Linked DNA regions of Zea mays: regions 1, 3, 4, 5 and 6 are each linked to region 2. Evidence: chromatin contacts called from public Hi-C data. All regions are on one chromosome and are shown on one strand. Each heading gives the region's core, a stretch centred on a gene start, on an enhancer-like site or on the middle of the called end of the contact. The rest is flanking DNA. Distances are from core to core; before and after follow the strand shown. Region 1 holds the start of LOC100193580 (dihydroflavonol-4-reductase). Region 2 holds the start of LOC100276359. Region 3 has its middle 59 kb from the start of LOC103637719. Region 4 has its middle 5.0 kb from the start of LOC103637722. Region 5 has its middle 46 kb from the start of LOC103644829. Region 6 holds the start of LOC100276771.

Region 1 (2,700 bases), core at 117-2,616, 330 kb after region 2:
CAAGCAGGGGCGAGGACGAAGGGGCAGCAGCTGACATGCCCATGCCCATGTGAAGGGTTTTAATGCACGCGGAGGAAAAGGGTTCGAGTTCCCTTTCCCCTTCCCGCGGTTGGTTCAGTTTGGTGGCCCAGTTCTCTGCTCCGTTGCGGTCCCTCTGTGCTGTGCTGTGTGTGAGCTTCCTCCTCTCACCTTGTCCAGCTATTAAATGCGCTCGGCTACTCCACTGTACTACTGGAGTAGTACGCTGGTAGGACAGGAGCAGGAGCGGGACTTCACACCGCACCTGGAGCTGGAGCCTGGAGGCTGGAGGAGGAAGAAGGGGCACGCTCACTCATCACAAGTCACAAGTCACAGCCACACCACACATGAGCTGTGTCATTAATGGGTCATCATCATCAGAGGAGTATGAAGAGGTCCGGGTCCCAGCCCTCCTCTGGAACGAACCAAACAGCCTAGACCAGGGAGGAGGGAGATGGAGATTCATGGAAAAGGGAGGAAAAGGTAGCACAGGATCGGCTCATCTCCTCTCCTCTGCCACTGTCCAGCTGTCCCGGTCCCTGTTCATGCTACAGTGCTAGTATAAGCTCTGGCTGGGTCTACTAGTATAGGAGAGCATAATCCAATCCAATCCAATTTTATGCAGTGAGCGCTACTACCTACAAGTCACTCCTACAAACGAGCTTTCGTTTCTTCGAGGGGAAAACCCGGATTAATACTAATATGCAGAGGAGAGAGAGAGAGGCGAAAGAAATCAAGCAAGCTGCCGTCTTGTACTCACATCGCATTGGGCCTGGTCGTCGGGCGTGTTGAACATGCAGAAGACGCCGGCGCAGCCCCGCACGGCGTCGGCGATGGCGTGGTAGTCGAACGGGTCGGCGCGGAACAGCTTCAGCCGGTGCCTGCACGCGTCGGCGGCGCACGACAGGTGGCCGAGCAGCGCGGCGGCAGCCGCGCCCTCCTCCCCGTCGCGGGCGTACGTGGCGGCGTGGACGGTGTACCCGCGCCGGAGGAGGCGGTCCACGAGCGCGTGGCCCAGCGGCCCCGCGGCGTCCATCACGCACACGCTCTTGCCCGCCGCCGCCGCCGACGACGACTCCACGGATCCCGGACACATGTTTTCTTCTTCGACCGAGGAGGAGGCAAGACAGCGAAGCGAAGCCGGAGGAGGAGCTCAGCGACGACGGTGGTGGTGGATTGACGAGGCCAAGATGATGATACGGATTGCAAAGAGGGGAAGGTGAGGCGCGCAGTATATATAGCGGGAAGAAAAAGAAGAAGAAGAGAAGAGACCGGGGCCGGGGCCGGCCGGCAAGGACAGGGCGGGCGAGAGAGACGGGTTATTCCGAGCCGGGAGAGGAGAGGAGATACGAATCAATGAATCATACGATACGGGGCCGGGTCAGAGGCAGCAGGCAGGCGGGAGGGGGCATTCAAAGGGCGTGCGTGCGTGCCGGACGGACGGATGGACTCCCGGTGCGGTGCCGTGCCGTGCCGTGCCGTGCCGTGCCGTGCCGTCGTGTCTCTTGTGCTTTTGCCGTTGGCGTTGTTGGTTGGGCGTGCTCGCCTGCTCCCCTACTGCTGCGTCCAAGAGACGACGGTAAACGCACTCTAGAAGATTTTTCGTCTATAAACTTTAACAGTATCCTATAAAACATCTTTAAGGTAGTGTTTGGTTCAGGAGCCAACTAGAACGGAACCGTTCCATCCCTGATTCTAGGAATGGAGCCGCTCTGTTTTGTGTTTGGTAAGCTGGAACGGAACGGCTCTGTTTTTTGTTTGGTTGCAGAGTGAACTGGAACAGAGTGGCTCCATCCTTTGTTTGGTTCTAGAGTGAAGTAGAACGGAGCGATTTCATTTTGTGTTTGGTTCAAGAGTAAAGCATAATGGAGTGGCTATGCTCTATATTTGTTTGATGAGTGCAAATAGATAATTTTCTCCATTAGTCAATCTGTATTTTAAGATATGACACATTCATACAACCATTAGTCATATCTTAAGATGACAAATATAACTATAGATCATAAAATGTATAATAATTACTCCATAATCTTACACATGACTCATCCATACAACCATCACAAAAGTGTTATGTCAAAAATAAGTTTCATAACATATCACACACATGTCCATACATAGTTTCAAACAAACATAGGTCCTTACATAGATCCATACAAATTGTGAAATGTATTATTAGATTACCATAAAGCCTAAAACTTCTCATTAACGAAGTCGGTAATCATAGAGACCTTGTAAAGCAATGGCACATCCATGAAAGCATGTGCAATGTCAGGATTAGAAACCAAATGAGAATAATACTTGGACTTGTGCGCAATCTCAAATCCTGGAATATTGTCTACAGCTTCAAACAAACCAGCTGGCAAAGGTTTGTTTGCTGCCTCCTTGATGGCACTGGCTAGTGTTTGAGTGGCATGCTGAAATGCTTCAACTAAGAATTCAGTACCATTGTCTTCCCTCTTGGCCTTCTTGGATGGTTTAGTTGCAGATGTTGCTGCAGGGTCATTCTCATGGACAGCACTAGATGTTGCAATACACCCTTCCTTTTGCACATCTTCACCATCATCAACAGCAAGAGGGTCATTTGATGTCTTTGCAAATCGTCCTGATGCAACACTATTGCCAAAAATTGTAGCAAGGTTGCCATAGTAGGGAAGAGGCTTGTTTATAAATTCATCATCACCC
Region 2 (2,700 bases), core at 28-2,527:
GAGTCGTGCCGATCTTGGGCACCCGGCGCTCGACGACGGGCTTGGTGTCCCCGGATCTCGGGGAGCGGTCGAACGAGAGGCGGGGCTTCTGCGCGGCGGCCGACGGCGGCGAGTTGGGCTCGGACTTGAAGGGGCCCGCGCCGTTGCTGCGGGAGCGCGGCGTGGATGGCGTGCCGACGCTGCTCCTCCTGGTGCCGCCCGGGGTGGAGGGGCGGTGGTTGGAGGACGGCGTGGAGGGGCGGTGGTTGGAGGATGGCGTGCTCGGCCTGCCCCTGCTGACGGGGGACTCGTTCGGCCCAGATCTGCCAATGGCGACATCCATCGCCGTTAATTAAAAATCAAAAATCTATTTTTTTCTCTGTCGCCGAATCGAGTGCAAACTGCAAACTAGTGGAGTGGCACGAAGCCACAGGGTTGAACGCAGGCAGGTTCAGATTTTTCTTGTTGGAAATCGATCAAATGAAACCGTAACGGCCACGATCGGAATTCGAGGATTTGCAGAGATGAAACGGCATCTGAAGAAAGGCACATTGGCGTGTGGCGGAAATCACACGAGCCAGTAGCCCAGTATACACATATTTGACAAGGAGGCAACTACGGCAGCAAGAGCGACAGGCGGCTCTAACTGGATTACTGGATACTAGATCTGTCATTCAAGAAAGAAGAGAAAACCGACAGGCGGAACAAGAGCGCGAGCAAATAAATAAATAAAAGAGAGAGAAAACGCAAGAGTCCGGGAGCAGGGGAGGGGGCGAAAGTAAGTCACCTCGATCTGGAGGACGGCAGCATTGTGGACATGTGATGGTGTGAGGCCGGGGCAAGGAGAGTGCCCGGCCGAGTGGAGAAGAAGAGAGTGGGGGTGGGCCGGTGGGAGGCGGAGGGGGAGGAAGGGTAGGAGGGGAGGCAGGCAGGGTGCAAAAAGGCTGCAAAGGCAAAAGGCAAAGGCGGCCGAAGAGGGGAGGAGGGGGGTTGCCAGGCCAGACCAGACCAGACGAGCAGCGCAGACAGGCAGATCAGATGCGGAGGGAAGGAAGAGAAAGGGCAGGACCACGTCCGTCGTCGCCGACGGCTACGAAACTCCGGTCCTCCCCCCACAATTTCCAACTCCGTTCCCGCTCTGCAGTGCACGTCAACAACTACTCCTGCGTACTGGCAATAGGCAGATCGTTGCTTCTGCGTCTTACTAGTAATTACTCATACTAATCACGAGGAACCAGTACTAGTAGCTGCTGCTGCTGCTACTAGAACTAGAATTAAGTGTCCTCTTTGGAGCTGGGAGGTGAGATCGGTGGTACGCCACCAGCACCGCCACCTACTGATTGCAGAGCAGCGCTGCAAAATTATGGACGCCACCGTGGCTTGCACATGCTTCCTATCTCGCCAACCGTATCGGCAGTTCAGTCTCTGCGGTGTTCTCGATACTGCACCCAATCACCAGCCATTTATGGTCCTATCTGCTACTAAAAATTAAACTGATGTTATTTGCTATCGCTAGCACGATACAAGCCTTGGCTTCGGTGTACTCCATGTACAATATAAATAAAATACATACCAAGATACTAGCAGTTGTAACCTCATCGATAATTCTGGTGTGCATGCGTGGAGCGGATCGAGAAAAGATTTTATACAGTCGATTAAACTTATATAATAAATAGATAAAATTTATAATATTTAATATGTATGATTAGATTCTTCATTAATATTATTTTATAGTATACATATTTAATATTATAATATTTTGTATTTTCTCTATAATTTTAATTAACTTTGAGATGTTTTAACTCTTGGAATGACTTACGTCGAGGCGGCTGGGTGGGCTCGAGCCCGATAGCATATAAGTAGGAGAGAGTAAGGTAGAGGAAGAAAAAAGAGAAGAAAGAGAGGGAGGGAGAAGCAAGAAGGGAGAGGATGGAAGAACAAGGTGAAGAGAAAACGAGAAAATTATGTGGAAAAAAGAAGATAGTTAGCTTCTTCTAGCCTCCCTTGTCATGGATCCTAGATCCGCCACTACATACGGAGAAGGTATATATCCTCGACTGTCACAAGGCGCGTGCAAGAATTCCGACTCAAGAGACTGACTTTAGGACCACTGTAACAGGACAATTGATCATATATCTCCAAGTACAAGGAGCCACCCTTGGCCTGTCTAGGAATAAAGCCCAACACCAGTTGATATGTTATAAAAGTATTCGGATAAAATAATCACTCAGAGCTGCTAGAAGGCATGACAGTCATCCATGCTAGGACGCTCTAGGGCCCAAGGGTCCCTAGTGCTCTAGGCCCTTGAGTAAAATATCCTAAGTCCCTAGGGGCACACCATGCCCAAGAGCACTAACAAGAGGTCAAGTCATCGAGGCTCCTCATGCCTCGAGGCATTCATGAGACTAAGTTGTCGAGCCACCTCATGCCCCGGGGTGATTGTGAGATAGTCCTATTGCCATTTCGTGCCTTAAGACACTTATGAGTATGTCCTTGGGGCCCTCAGGTCCCAAGGTGAAGGACCGGATAGGCGATCAGAGGGGATGCATAAGAGCCACTAAAAATCTTTTCTCAAGAACAGCATCGTGACCTTGATCTCAACTTCAACGAAACCCCATAGGACGACTAAAACTATGTAGCATAGTAATACTTTGTTCAGTGTCGACCGAATGTACCAAACTGCTACTCAGAAACATATGCCCAACTATCTACATAATTTCA
Region 3 (2,700 bases), core at 45-2,544, 410 kb after region 2:
ACAGTTTATAGGAAGCTCCAATGCAGGGACCCCTCGCCAGACCACCATCGCAGCAAAATCAACCGAAGGGCCTCCCTACACTGACCACTCCCCTACTGCCCTTTCCCCTTTCAGGTAAGGTAGTCCTCCACTAGCTTTCCTAATTAGTCAGCCAAGGGCGTCCCATACCACCCTTGTGGTAGCACTGTTTTCCCCGGTGGTCGCTCCTTGTTCCAATTAACATAATGATCTTATCATGAACAATAAGTAACAACTGATAATAAAGTATGATCTTCAATAATGTATATCTCTATACCCAAAACCACATAAAGCAATAGCAGGTACTACCCAAGAATTCAGTGGTAAAGAAGGTATAAAGATAGTCAAACTAGGGTAACCTATTGGGTCCCATCAAAATTAACCTATGCAGATCATTATGATTAATCATAAGATGACTGGGTCAAAAGAAGTGATCAAGGGCACAACTTGCCTGGGACTTGGGATTCCAGGTACCAACTTGCTCTTCAGATGACATGTATCCTCGCGCTAGTCGTAGCAATTCAAATAAACAGTGTATAGGAAAAATTAACATCACATCAAACATAAGTACAAACTGAATAATAATGATCTACGCGAAGCTACGAGATCGTGGGTTCGAGAACGACTAAAATCAGCGTTACCATTAAAAAGATATGGTTTTCCAAAGGTATTCATGGTTAAATAGCAAAACTATGGTATTGTGATCATGTGAGAAAGCTATTTTAAGGAATCTAACTAATTCCACTTTAATCTAAGTTATAACCTAATTAGAAATCATATGCTAGTCAACCTATAATCATATACAGAATAACTTTGATTAAAGTGTTAATCTACTAACATGGGTTAAACATAATGTCTATTTTGGAAAACATGTTACTTGGTAAAATAATGTTACTATAGCGTAGGCAATTTAATTACGAAGATATCACAACTCGAACAGATTAAATCAGAGTTAAAATAAAAAAGTTATGGAATTCCTAGTTTTCTAGGTTATTTAGGACTATTTTTATACACATAATCACTTTCCCGGGCTTAAATGCAAAGTCCAGGGCCAGTTTGTAATTATAAAAGGTTTACTCGAGGGCTCAACTTTGAAAACTAGGATGGCGGGTTGGTTTCCGGATACTGCAGGGTTTCTTTTGCAATTTTTCCACGAGGGATGGGGTACCGGTGTCCGTGAGCCGTTGGATTATTTTTGCGTGGCACAGATTAGATCGTGAAGCGGTAAGTGAACCTGGCCATTGCTTCACAGATCGACGGTCATCGAAGTGGGATCTGCCCGCCTAATCGTGACAGTTTATCTCAAGACTAACGACACCCGAGCTTCTCCCCCCACCTGACCGACTAAGACGTTGCCTCCCCCAACTGCGGTAGAAGCACGCCGGCGTTCATCGACCCCTTGCACAGGCGATTCAATCGAACTTCGGATAGGTGCAGCGCGGTGCAGGAAAAAAACGAATGCCATGGAGGCGGTCATACCGGTGCTCAAGACGGCGGCGAGGCCCGACCACGAAGCACGGCGCAAGCATGGCGGCGGGGAACTCCGTTGACAAATTCTTGCACTTCTGCCCCTCCCAACACGAGGTCGTGCCACACGTTCGGTCAGCGGATGATTTCGACCCTCCGGAACCGCACTCCGTGGTTCAATGGCGACAGGGACCGGTCTTCCTCGGCGGCGACTTTCTCTCTCTCTTCAAGCTCGGTGATGGGGTTCGAGGTAGGACGATGCGACTCGTGGTTTGGACAAAGCGAGGGGGCATGATAATTATTCTCCGTGCAGCATATCCCAATAGTCCCCCGCGGAATCGGCGTGGTGCATGCGGAGGCATCGGCGGCATGGTTTGTTGGAGTTCCACACTGGGAAGAGGAACAATGCGAAGGGCTGGGTCCCACCCGTCGGCGAGACAAGGGTGGACATGCTCTCTCGAAGTTACATGACGCCCGACCCAACTGCTAGCGACACAGAAGTTCCGATGGTGAGCCAGGTGTGAGGCCGACCGGTGGGCCCCACAAGTAAGCGACTTAGAAAAGGGGAGAGGTCCGAGGCGAGCTGCAGAGGGGGAATAGTGGAGTGGGCCGGGGATGCAGGAATTCAGCCCATACGTGGGTTTTTCTTTTCTTTCATATTTTCTATTTTCCTTTATATTTTCTATTTCAGATATCCAAATCAAATTCAAATCCCTATTTTGAAGTTCAAATTTCCAATATCAAATATGATTCAATTATGAATATAAACTCTACTATTTTCAGTATTAGTATTTATTCTCCTTCCCCTTATATAATTCTAGTAATAAATGATTCAATCACAATTTCTTTCCTCATTTTCTCTTTTATGTTTTCAATTTAAAATTTTGAGGTCAAATTTAAATTATGATACTTCATTTTAATAGGATGTATCACCACAAATTATAAGCAAGGGATGCCTCTCCTCATTATTTTATCTAGTGGCTACTAAATCAACATTATTATTTTATTAGGAAAGGTCCTAGTAAATTTTCCCCAAGGCTTTCAAAAATTCTAGAAACACTATCATAAATATATCTATTTCTTTATTTTATTATTTTATGATATTTTTATGCCAATTTTAGGTCTTACACAATCTGGCTACTCTACTTAGTTTCGGAGAGGCAATTGGTATGAGTAAACAACAATATGATCACTTGGCATGTAGGCAAAAATAAA
Region 4 (2,700 bases), core at 43-2,542, 350 kb before region 2:
ATCCCTAGACGACGACTTACAAGAGGAGTAAAGATAATGATGTAGCAGAAAACCCTAATTAGGGTCAAGCTTCCAGCGACGGGGCTCTGCTTCGCTCACCAACACAGCCTTATACCCAAAACTAGATGAGCCCGTGCGTTGCAACGGAACATATAATACCACGATAACTTATATACGAAATGTGTGTTATACTGTTATGAGAAAATGTTTCATAATCCATTTGTGATCCTGGCCATACATAAATTTTGTTATTTTAATCTAGTTGTTTCACCACTATATTGCAACCATCAGTACCATGCAGACTTCTATATATGTCACGATCTGCATGGTCTCGTCGTTGGAGAGCACGTCCCACACCTGTCGAAAGAAGTTCTCTCGTGCATCGTTAGTCATCAGGCACGCACCAACATACACACTTGCTTAAACAAAAAGGCAAGTGTGTGTTTGCACAGAGAATTAAAGGCAAGCCGACACAAAAGCTACCCAAACGGAGGCGAGGATGGCGAACTGGTCATGGCTGTTGGTCCTCCTCTGCGTCACCTCTGGCGCTGTGATGACGCCACAGTCCTTGATATAGTATTCGTCGAACGCGCGCGACATGGCGAGTCCCGACGACTCTTGGCTGGGCTGCCAGACAAAGTGCACCCCGTGCTCATCAGCGAGGACGTATACTTGGTCGTTGCACCACCGGATGCGCTACTCCTATGCATACAAGTTGGGCTTCAGGTGGTGTAAAGCCCAAAATTTGTATACGGGAAAAAATAATAAATAATTATATTTATGTTAGAGTTTTGGGAATTTTTAAAACCTTTGGAGATTTATTAGTTCCCTTCCTTTTTATAATCAGTTAATAGTGTTAAATTAGTCAAGTAACTAATAAATAAATAAAGAATTGTGCATCTCATGCTGATGATTTTATTGTGATAAATTTTATTGAAATAAAGGAATCACAACTTAAATTTGACCTCAAATTATAAATGAAAATGTAAAACAGAAAATGAGAAAGGAAATTGTAATGAATTCATATATTACTACTAGAATTAAATAATGGGAAGGAGAATAAATAATAATATTGAAAATAGTAGGATTCATATTCACATTAGGATTATGTTTGAGATTGGAGATCTAAAATTCAAAATAGAAATTTGAATTTGACTTGAACATTTGAATTTGGAAAAGAAAGAAAATAGAAAAGGAAAAAGAAAAAGAAAAGGACAAAACCCCAACCTGGGCCGTTTTCCTCCTCTCCTGCGTGGCCCAGCTTCACCAACTTGGGGAGTGGTGAGGGCCGCCACGGTCGAAATCGAACTCGGCTGCAACGTAGACCTTCGGTCGGGACGGGGAACTTTCACCAAGCTTCACAGATCACGAACATTGCTTTGCCTGGGGGATTACGCTCCGAGCCATCGGGAATTGCTCGCCGGAGCAAATCCTCCGTGGCGGAAAGGCCCCTGCCACAGACCACCTTCTCTGCGTCGCCATATCAGGTGAGGCCCCCCTCATCTAGTCCGTGTAATCGCCCTCTTCGTGTAGCATTAGTTGGTTTTGATTTCGGTCGCAGTGAGGCCGGGGCGTTCACGCTAGCGATGGTTTACGTCGTGGACTGCTGGGGCGCCGGCCGTAGCACCGTCGGGGGAAGCATGAAAGCTGTGGATCTTCAGATCTTGATGGGAGGGTCAGGATTAGATGACGATATCCTTTCTTTCAATAACATCTGAGCCATAGGATGACCCGGGAACGGTGCGGATTAGACATGGGTACTGCTTCGGCCGGGTCAATCCGGGCCGTTCGATGTGATCGATACGGTCCCTATTAGATCTCAATTCATAAAATCCAAGCCACAGATCTCTAATCCTACGACTGTCGCGTCTCACTGTTCGGGTATAGAATAATTTATCTGGCCGTGCGCAACTGATCGGATGACTAAGATTGACCGATAACTCTTTGGCCGGTAATTTCTATACTATGAAAGCCGGTTCAAAACAGCGATAAAGGCGCTATCCACGTCGGTTCAAATTCTTGAAGTCGCTCGATCGTGAATCAATGGCCTATGTTCATCACTGTCTCGGTAACGTGCGAAATACGACTCTCGCTCCCTCGCTTCCTCCGCCTCTGGAGACTTCTAGCAGACGCTGGCCACCTCTTCTCGCTCCTTCCGGCTCACCCCTCTTCCTTGGCAGCGAAGTCCCTGTGCGTGGCCGCGACGACTAAAGTGCCGAGGGCATCGGCGTCGGAGCCGGTAGCTGTCGCCAGATCCAGTGTCGTTGTGGATCTGGGGTTCCGCCGGTGGGTCGGTGGCGGTGGAGGAGACCGCAGCAGGCGCTTTCCTGGAGGACACCTCCAGCCGGATCTGAAGGTCAGTGAAGATGAAGAAGGCTCAGACGATGTAGCTTGTCTACGGACGTATCACTCTCGGAGCTTGGCAGATTTGTTGGTCGGCGTCGTCGGCGTAAAGCTAAAGCAATCGTAGCTGCCTCGAAGAAGCCTCGCTTCAGTGAAAGGTACAACATCTTCTGAAATCTTTCATTTCCCATTCTTGATCTGTACTTTCATGGTGCCATAAAGGTTGATTCCGGTGACGTGAGTGGTAGGTGATAGACGGGTCTTTGTTTCAGAATCACTAAATGTATGGTTTGGTTGTATGAACGAGTTGATATGCATTGTGAAGAGAAACACCATTATCTGCTGTTTAATTAGTTG
Region 5 (2,700 bases), core at 166-2,665, 270 kb before region 2:
TATTCGTTGAACCAAATTTGAGATTATTGTTATATCTATAACTCCATGTTCAGCTCAAGTCAAGTTGAGTTGTAGGGATAAGGGACCTCAATAGAAAATGAATAAAAGAACCTACAATATGGAAATCTCCAAAGGCCGATAACTCTACGATCTTAAGTGCATTATTCCCAATTGGTATATTCCTTGTGCCTTGAGTAGTCACATAGGAAATTTTTAACGCACTTGAGTATGTGTATATCTTGCTTTGCCTGTCTTCGAAGTGATCCTTCTATATGAGATTGCATTTGCTTTAACTAATTCATTCTGGCAATCTGCATGTGTCAAGTAGTTTGGTCATGGCATATCTTTAAATTGAAGTTAATCATGCTATTTAGTCATGGCATTATGATTAGTAGATTCTATATTGATCTATCTATTAGTATCTGCCATGGCTTATGATGTGTTCATTTATGTGGTTAATCCTGGAGTTCTGTTTTTGTATTAATCATGCTATCTTGTATTTGGCATAACTTTGCAATTGGTATGAGTGTGCGTCAATTGATATTCACCTTCTGCAAGCATGGTATTTAAATTCTGGTCCACATTTATGATGTTTCTTTGTTTTAGTAATATTTGATTGCTAGAACAAGAAAACATCTTGCTTGTGTTTTAATACACTCTATGAGCCATGTCAAGTAGAAATCAAAGGAGGAGTGGCATGCACAAGCAAAAGAAGAATTGCCTTGAGATTGGACTGTATTTTATTCAGGTAAAAAGGCAAAGGTATGGAACTATGTACTTCATTTGGTATTTTATATATGTAGTTCTGTAACACCTCAAAATTCTATTTTTGATATTTAGAAAAAAAAATCCATAGAATTTGAATAAAAGTATAATAATTTTCTTATCTTTCAAATCACATCTCTTAGAATAAATATGTTTTCTACTAAAGACTAGAATTTGATTTGAAACCTAATTATATAAATATAAATGTATCTCAAACTAACTAATTGATAAGTCTATTCTTTTAGGATATAAATTATATTCTAAAAGGGGGTAAAGCATTTTATATTGAGGAAAATACATAATGAGTACTAAAATTTTTTATGAACTATTGAAGCAAATATCGCATGTGTGTGTGCATTACATATTTAAAATATTTGCCTAAATTGATAAGAATAACTAATACTATAAATATGTTTAGTCACATGCTGGATTTCTTTGTTTGTTGTATCTACAGTTGAATTGGTAACTCATTTAAATTTAAAATATTTAAAACTAATAGAAAACAAAAAAACGAATAAGGAAAAATATAAGTACCTGCGCTCTTCGGCCCAAACCGCCCAGCCAGCCCATCTTCTCCCTTTCCCCTCACCGCTCGGCCCAGCCTTCCCCTCTGTGCACTGACAGGAGGACCCCACTGGTCAGCTTTATCATTCATGCGCCAGCACTGACTTGTGGTCTCGCGTTGTCAGCCAGTCGTCTCACAGATCTTCGCCTACGTGTGCCCAGGCAGATGACCGGCGAGTCCCACAGCGCGGCGGACTTTATTTGGACACTAGCGCATGGCACCGCTTCATCCGAACTGTCCTCTTCCTTCCATAACAAATTCGACGGAAACAAGGGATTCAGTTGAAGTCGCACAGGATCATCAGCTGCTCCTCCATGGCAAAATTTGTGGGCTCCAGAGCATAAAAACCATCGCCCGCACCCACACCCACACCCTGGAACCATTCAACGCGCCACCCATGAACCAAGTGTCGATTAGAGGAACCAAGGGACGAAAGCTATGAGAGCTGCCATTAGCGTCGGGGAAGAATGGGTGCCGCCAACGTGGTCTTGCACCCCGAGGCGTTGTTCAAAAGCCAAATGGAGGTCCGGGAGCATCGTCGGGCTTCACGGAGTCTATTCCGTGGTCAACTGAGCTCGGGGCATGACCAAGGCACAGCGAATTGTTCGCCGTAGCTGTGGTGTCTCCATACCCCTGTGGGCTACACTCTCAGGCGCCTCCACCGCCAGTAAGAATCTCCTTGTAGTTATCACCTTGTTCTGTGCATAGTGTAGCGACACTCAGATCGGTTTTGGGTCGCGAGACTGCCGGATTGCTGCGCTCCAGTGATCCCTGCGCCATGGCTGGCGAATGCCGCCGTTGGCTGGCTGTGGGAGAGGGAGGGAGTAAGGCACGTTGTGTGTTGGTTGGATGGAAGTCGTGGCTGTTGGATCATGTACCAACGTATGAGGTTAGGAGATCGCATATCGATTTGTAGGTCGGGTCTGGATCGTTGATTCAGAATCTGACAGGTAGAACTTGATTAAACCTAATAAAATCGTGAGCGTTCGATGGGATCTATCGGAGGACATGTGTACCTGTTCGGTTATGTTTTGAGATCTAATCTGGTCCGTAGATTCTAGATCGGACGACGGAGAAAAAAACGTACCCCTTCGCTATGGTCATTTGTCTAAAGAGACCCTGTACAATTTGTAAATAAACCCGTAGTCCAGCAAAGGTATAAGATCATTATGGTTAGGTCCAGACTTTCACAAAATGTCCCCTGCGTTTTAGGGAATAAGTATCTGCAGTATAAAATCATATAGAATCAGTTATTTAAATACGAAATTGAGTTTTTAGCACAAAAACAATTCGATAATCTTATAAAATTCATAACTTAATTGTTTCAACTCAGATCCTAGTAGTTCTTGAACCTACGGTTACGTAGCGAC
Region 6 (2,700 bases), core at 76-2,575, 500 kb after region 2:
GTTGGGGTATTTATAACCCCAACCACCAAAAATGGCCGTTGGAAGTGTGCTGTCGCATGGTGCACCGGACAGTCCGGTGTGCCAGCCACGTCAGCAGACCGTTGGGGTTCGACCGTTGCAGCTCTGACTTGTGGGGCCTATGGGCTGTCCGGTGGTGCACCGGATAGGTCTTGTAGACTGTCCGGTGCGCCAACTGCGCGTGCTCTGACTCTGGCGCGCACTGTAGCGCATTAAATGTGGTTGCAGACGACCGTTGTGCGCGAAGTAGCCGTTGCTCCGCTGGCACACCGGATAGTCCGGTGTGCATCGGTCACTGTCCGGTGACTCACCGGACAGTCCGGTGAATTATAGCGGAGTGCCCTCTGAATTTCCCGAAGGTGAAGAGTTCAGCCTCGAGTGCCCTGGTGCACCGGACACTGTCCGGTGGTGCACCAGACACTGTCCGGTTGCACACCGTACAGTCCGGTGCGCCAGACCAGAGTGCCTTTGGGTTATCTTTTGCTCTCTTTTTTTGAACCCTTTCTTGGTCTTTTTATTGGCTTATTGTGAACCTTTGGCACCTATAGAACTTATAGACTAGAGCAAACTAGTTAGTCCAATTATTTGTGTTGGGCAATTCAATCACCAAAATCAATTAGAAAAAAGGTGTAAGCCTAATTACCTTTTAAGTATGACTTTCTGTCTCAAACGCCTTGTCAGAATCCCACGTGGTTCATTATTCGAAGTGAGTCCGCGCGAACATCCCCTTCTGGACACAAATTCTATTGTCCTCTTGATTTCCAAAACCACGACACCATACCTCCCAAGATACAAGTTATGGAGCACCTCATTCACAACGACATCATTCGGTTGCGGACTTGTTGATGATGGCATACCCGAAAGGTTCAACACATGCCGGAATACTATGATTCCAGTAGAATATATGGTCTGTACATAATTTGTGTGAAGAATTGTGTTATGGAAAACTTTATATATACTTGTATCACTGTATGACATGATTGTAACCTTTTTGCTTTGCGTTGCACTCAAATTGCGGGTTTCTATTTGCATAAGTATGGTTTATGTGATTTTGGACATTAAATTATTTGTGAATATATTGTTATTTATTGTGCAACATGATTTGAATAAATACAGACAAATTATACCAATTTTTTTATTTTTTTCTAACTAAAATACGGTTCCCGGTCAAAAAAACACCGAAATTTGGTCAGGAAATACGAAATTCGAATTTTTGAATTTGAATACGTAAACCCTTCGGGAATGCGAAATTCAGTTATTTCCCGTTTTCAGAAACGGACGGAATTCAGTTCACAAACGGGATGGGTAACACTGCTGTAGGGTGATTCTCGAATCTCGATCTCCCTGCTCTACCCGCATCACCCCGCCGTTGCCGGCCCCTTCCTCCCGCTTCCCACCTCGCCGTCGCCACCTCTTCCTCTTCCTCATCGCCGGCGCTTGCGCGCCCCTTCTCCACCCCGTTGACCGCCGCACCCACGGCCTCGCCGTTGCAGCACTCGTGCGATCCGGTCACGAGTGGAGCGCACGAGCTCATTCGCTGCTTCCGCCTCCCCCTCTTCCTTGCCGGAGCCCGCGCCTCCTCTCCTCGCCGGCGCCTTCGCCTGCTCCTGCGCCCCCTTCTCCACGTCGCACCCACGGCCTCGTGTTGCTGCCCTCGTGAGATCCGGTCGCGAGCGCCCGACCTAGGCCGCTGCCTCAGTCTCTCCTCGCTCGGTCGCATCACCACCGCCGGAGACGGACCGAGGTGCTCTGCGAGACTCCGCGCCATAGAGCTCCTCCTACGGCGGGTTCTTTTCCGTCCGGTAGCTGGGTTCCCTGAAGCCAGTCATGGCGATGACCACCGCCGTGACGGGCCTCGCCGTCGCAGCAACCGCTCCCATTCGCTCCTTCCTCTCGTCCGCCGCCGCCTCTGTCAGCCTGCCCGCCGATCTTCGTGACCTCGCCTCCGACCTAGCCTCGGACCCTGCCGTCTCCTACCGCTCTCTGCGTGCCATCTGGTGCGCCACCTCGCCGGACACCCGCCCGCCGCTCCGCGACCTCCTCCAGGGCGCCGACTTCGTGCTACCCAGCCCGAAACCTCGTGAGAAGGTTCTTTCTCTCAGTCTTTGGTGGCACTGTCTGTCCCGGCCTGTGCGTACCGGCAAATAGGTGGGTTTTGATTCTGATTCGGTTTAGTCTGTCATGTGGTTGGTTTGCAGAGCGATGAGCTGAAGGCGAGGCTGGAGAAGCTCCGGGAGACACAGGAGAGGAAGGAGTATGCTGAGCTCGTCAGGGACGTCGCTCCGCCCAGCAAGGATGACGCTCCTGAGCCCTTTTCATCCTACAAGGATCAGATAGGATTTGGTACTACCCAACCGCCCTATTTTCAAATTGCTCTATGCAATCTTCCTACTGCTTGTTTCATGGATTACACTTGTTCCATTGAAGTAATAGGAATATAGGATGACACCGTGTGTGTATTTCAACATAATTGGAGCAATATAGTTCAAAAGCTATAACATACGAGTTGTGGAGCAATATCTTCTCTCTTCATCAATTGTTCCAAATGCAGAGGTAGGATCTACTATTTTTTAAAACACACACACATAAAGACAAGAATAAACAAATAAGATAATGTAAAATAAATTTGAGAATAATATTTTTGTAAATACCACTCGAACAAAGATCAATCTTCCGTGTGCT

The links. A called contact is a pair of places that touch in the nucleus more often than the background predicts.
Region 1: a contact with region 2 is called in a Hi-C map of ear, with 4 times the contacts expected there. The contact joins the promoter of LOC100193580 here to the promoter of LOC100276359 in region 2. A contact is called at or near these places in 5 of 25 Hi-C or Micro-C datasets (ear, leaf and tassel).
Region 3: a Hi-C map of tassel shows a contact between it and region 2, with 7 times the contacts expected there. The contact joins the enhancer-like site here to the promoter of LOC100276359 in region 2. A contact is called at or near these places in 3 of 25 Hi-C or Micro-C datasets (bundle sheath, ear and tassel).
Region 4: a Hi-C map of ear shows a contact between it and region 2, with 1.8 times the contacts expected there. The contact joins the enhancer-like site here to the promoter of LOC100276359 in region 2. A contact is called at or near these places in 4 of 25 Hi-C or Micro-C datasets (bundle sheath, ear, endosperm and 1 more).
Region 5: a Hi-C map of leaf shows a contact between it and region 2, with 4 times the contacts expected there. The contact joins the enhancer-like site here to the promoter of LOC100276359 in region 2. A contact is called at or near these places in 6 of 25 Hi-C or Micro-C datasets (bundle sheath, ear, endosperm and 2 more) and 1 of 3 datasets of contacts at active chromatin or transcription factors (leaf).
Region 6: a contact with region 2 is called in a Hi-C map of ear, with 4 times the contacts expected there. The contact joins the promoter of LOC100276771 here to the promoter of LOC100276359 in region 2. A contact is called at or near these places in 2 of 25 Hi-C or Micro-C datasets (ear and tassel).

The regions. Positions count from the first base shown.
Region 1 is chr1:103,928,540-103,931,239 of Zm-B73-REFERENCE-NAM-5.0, reverse strand. It overlaps LOC100193580 (dihydroflavonol-4-reductase), which reads right to left and starts at 1,366. Exons shown (of 4, transcript NM_001138687.1): 1 at 779-1,366. The coding sequence starts at 1,114. It overlaps LOC103644826, which reads right to left. Exons shown (of 4, transcript XM_020542065.1): 4 at 1,918-2,700. The coding sequence ends at 2,208.
Region 2 is chr1:104,261,157-104,263,856 of Zm-B73-REFERENCE-NAM-5.0, reverse strand. It overlaps LOC100276359, which reads right to left and starts at 1,277. Exons shown (of 3, transcript NM_001363293.1): 1 at 767-1,277; 2 at 1-302. The coding sequence starts at 798.
Region 3 is chr1:103,854,370-103,857,069 of Zm-B73-REFERENCE-NAM-5.0, reverse strand. No RefSeq gene overlaps it. Among protein-coding and RNA genes, the nearest start is that of LOC103637719, 59 kb to the left of the region's middle. Within about 2 kb of position 1,294, at least 17 of the 20 cell types and tissues checked have an H3K27ac peak or open chromatin away from gene starts, as enhancers often do. A contact at or near this core is called in bundle sheath, ear and tassel, where this site is marked.
Region 4 is chr1:104,613,518-104,616,217 of Zm-B73-REFERENCE-NAM-5.0, reverse strand. No RefSeq gene overlaps it. Among protein-coding and RNA genes, the nearest start is that of LOC103637722, 5.0 kb to the right of the region's middle. Within about 2 kb of position 1,292, at least 19 of the 20 cell types and tissues checked have an H3K27ac peak or open chromatin away from gene starts, as enhancers often do. A contact at or near this core is called in bundle sheath, ear and tassel, where this site is marked.
Region 5 is chr1:104,528,641-104,531,340 of Zm-B73-REFERENCE-NAM-5.0, reverse strand. No RefSeq gene overlaps it. Among protein-coding and RNA genes, the nearest start is that of LOC103644829, 46 kb to the left of the region's middle. Within about 2 kb of position 1,415, at least 17 of the 20 cell types and tissues checked have an H3K27ac peak or open chromatin away from gene starts, as enhancers often do. A contact at or near this core is called in bundle sheath, ear, endosperm and 2 more, where this site is marked.
Region 6 is chr1:103,763,987-103,766,686 of Zm-B73-REFERENCE-NAM-5.0, reverse strand. It overlaps LOC100276771, which reads left to right and starts at 1,325. Exons shown (of 4, transcript NM_001150485.2): 1 at 1,325-2,106; 2 at 2,217-2,361. The coding sequence starts at 1,846.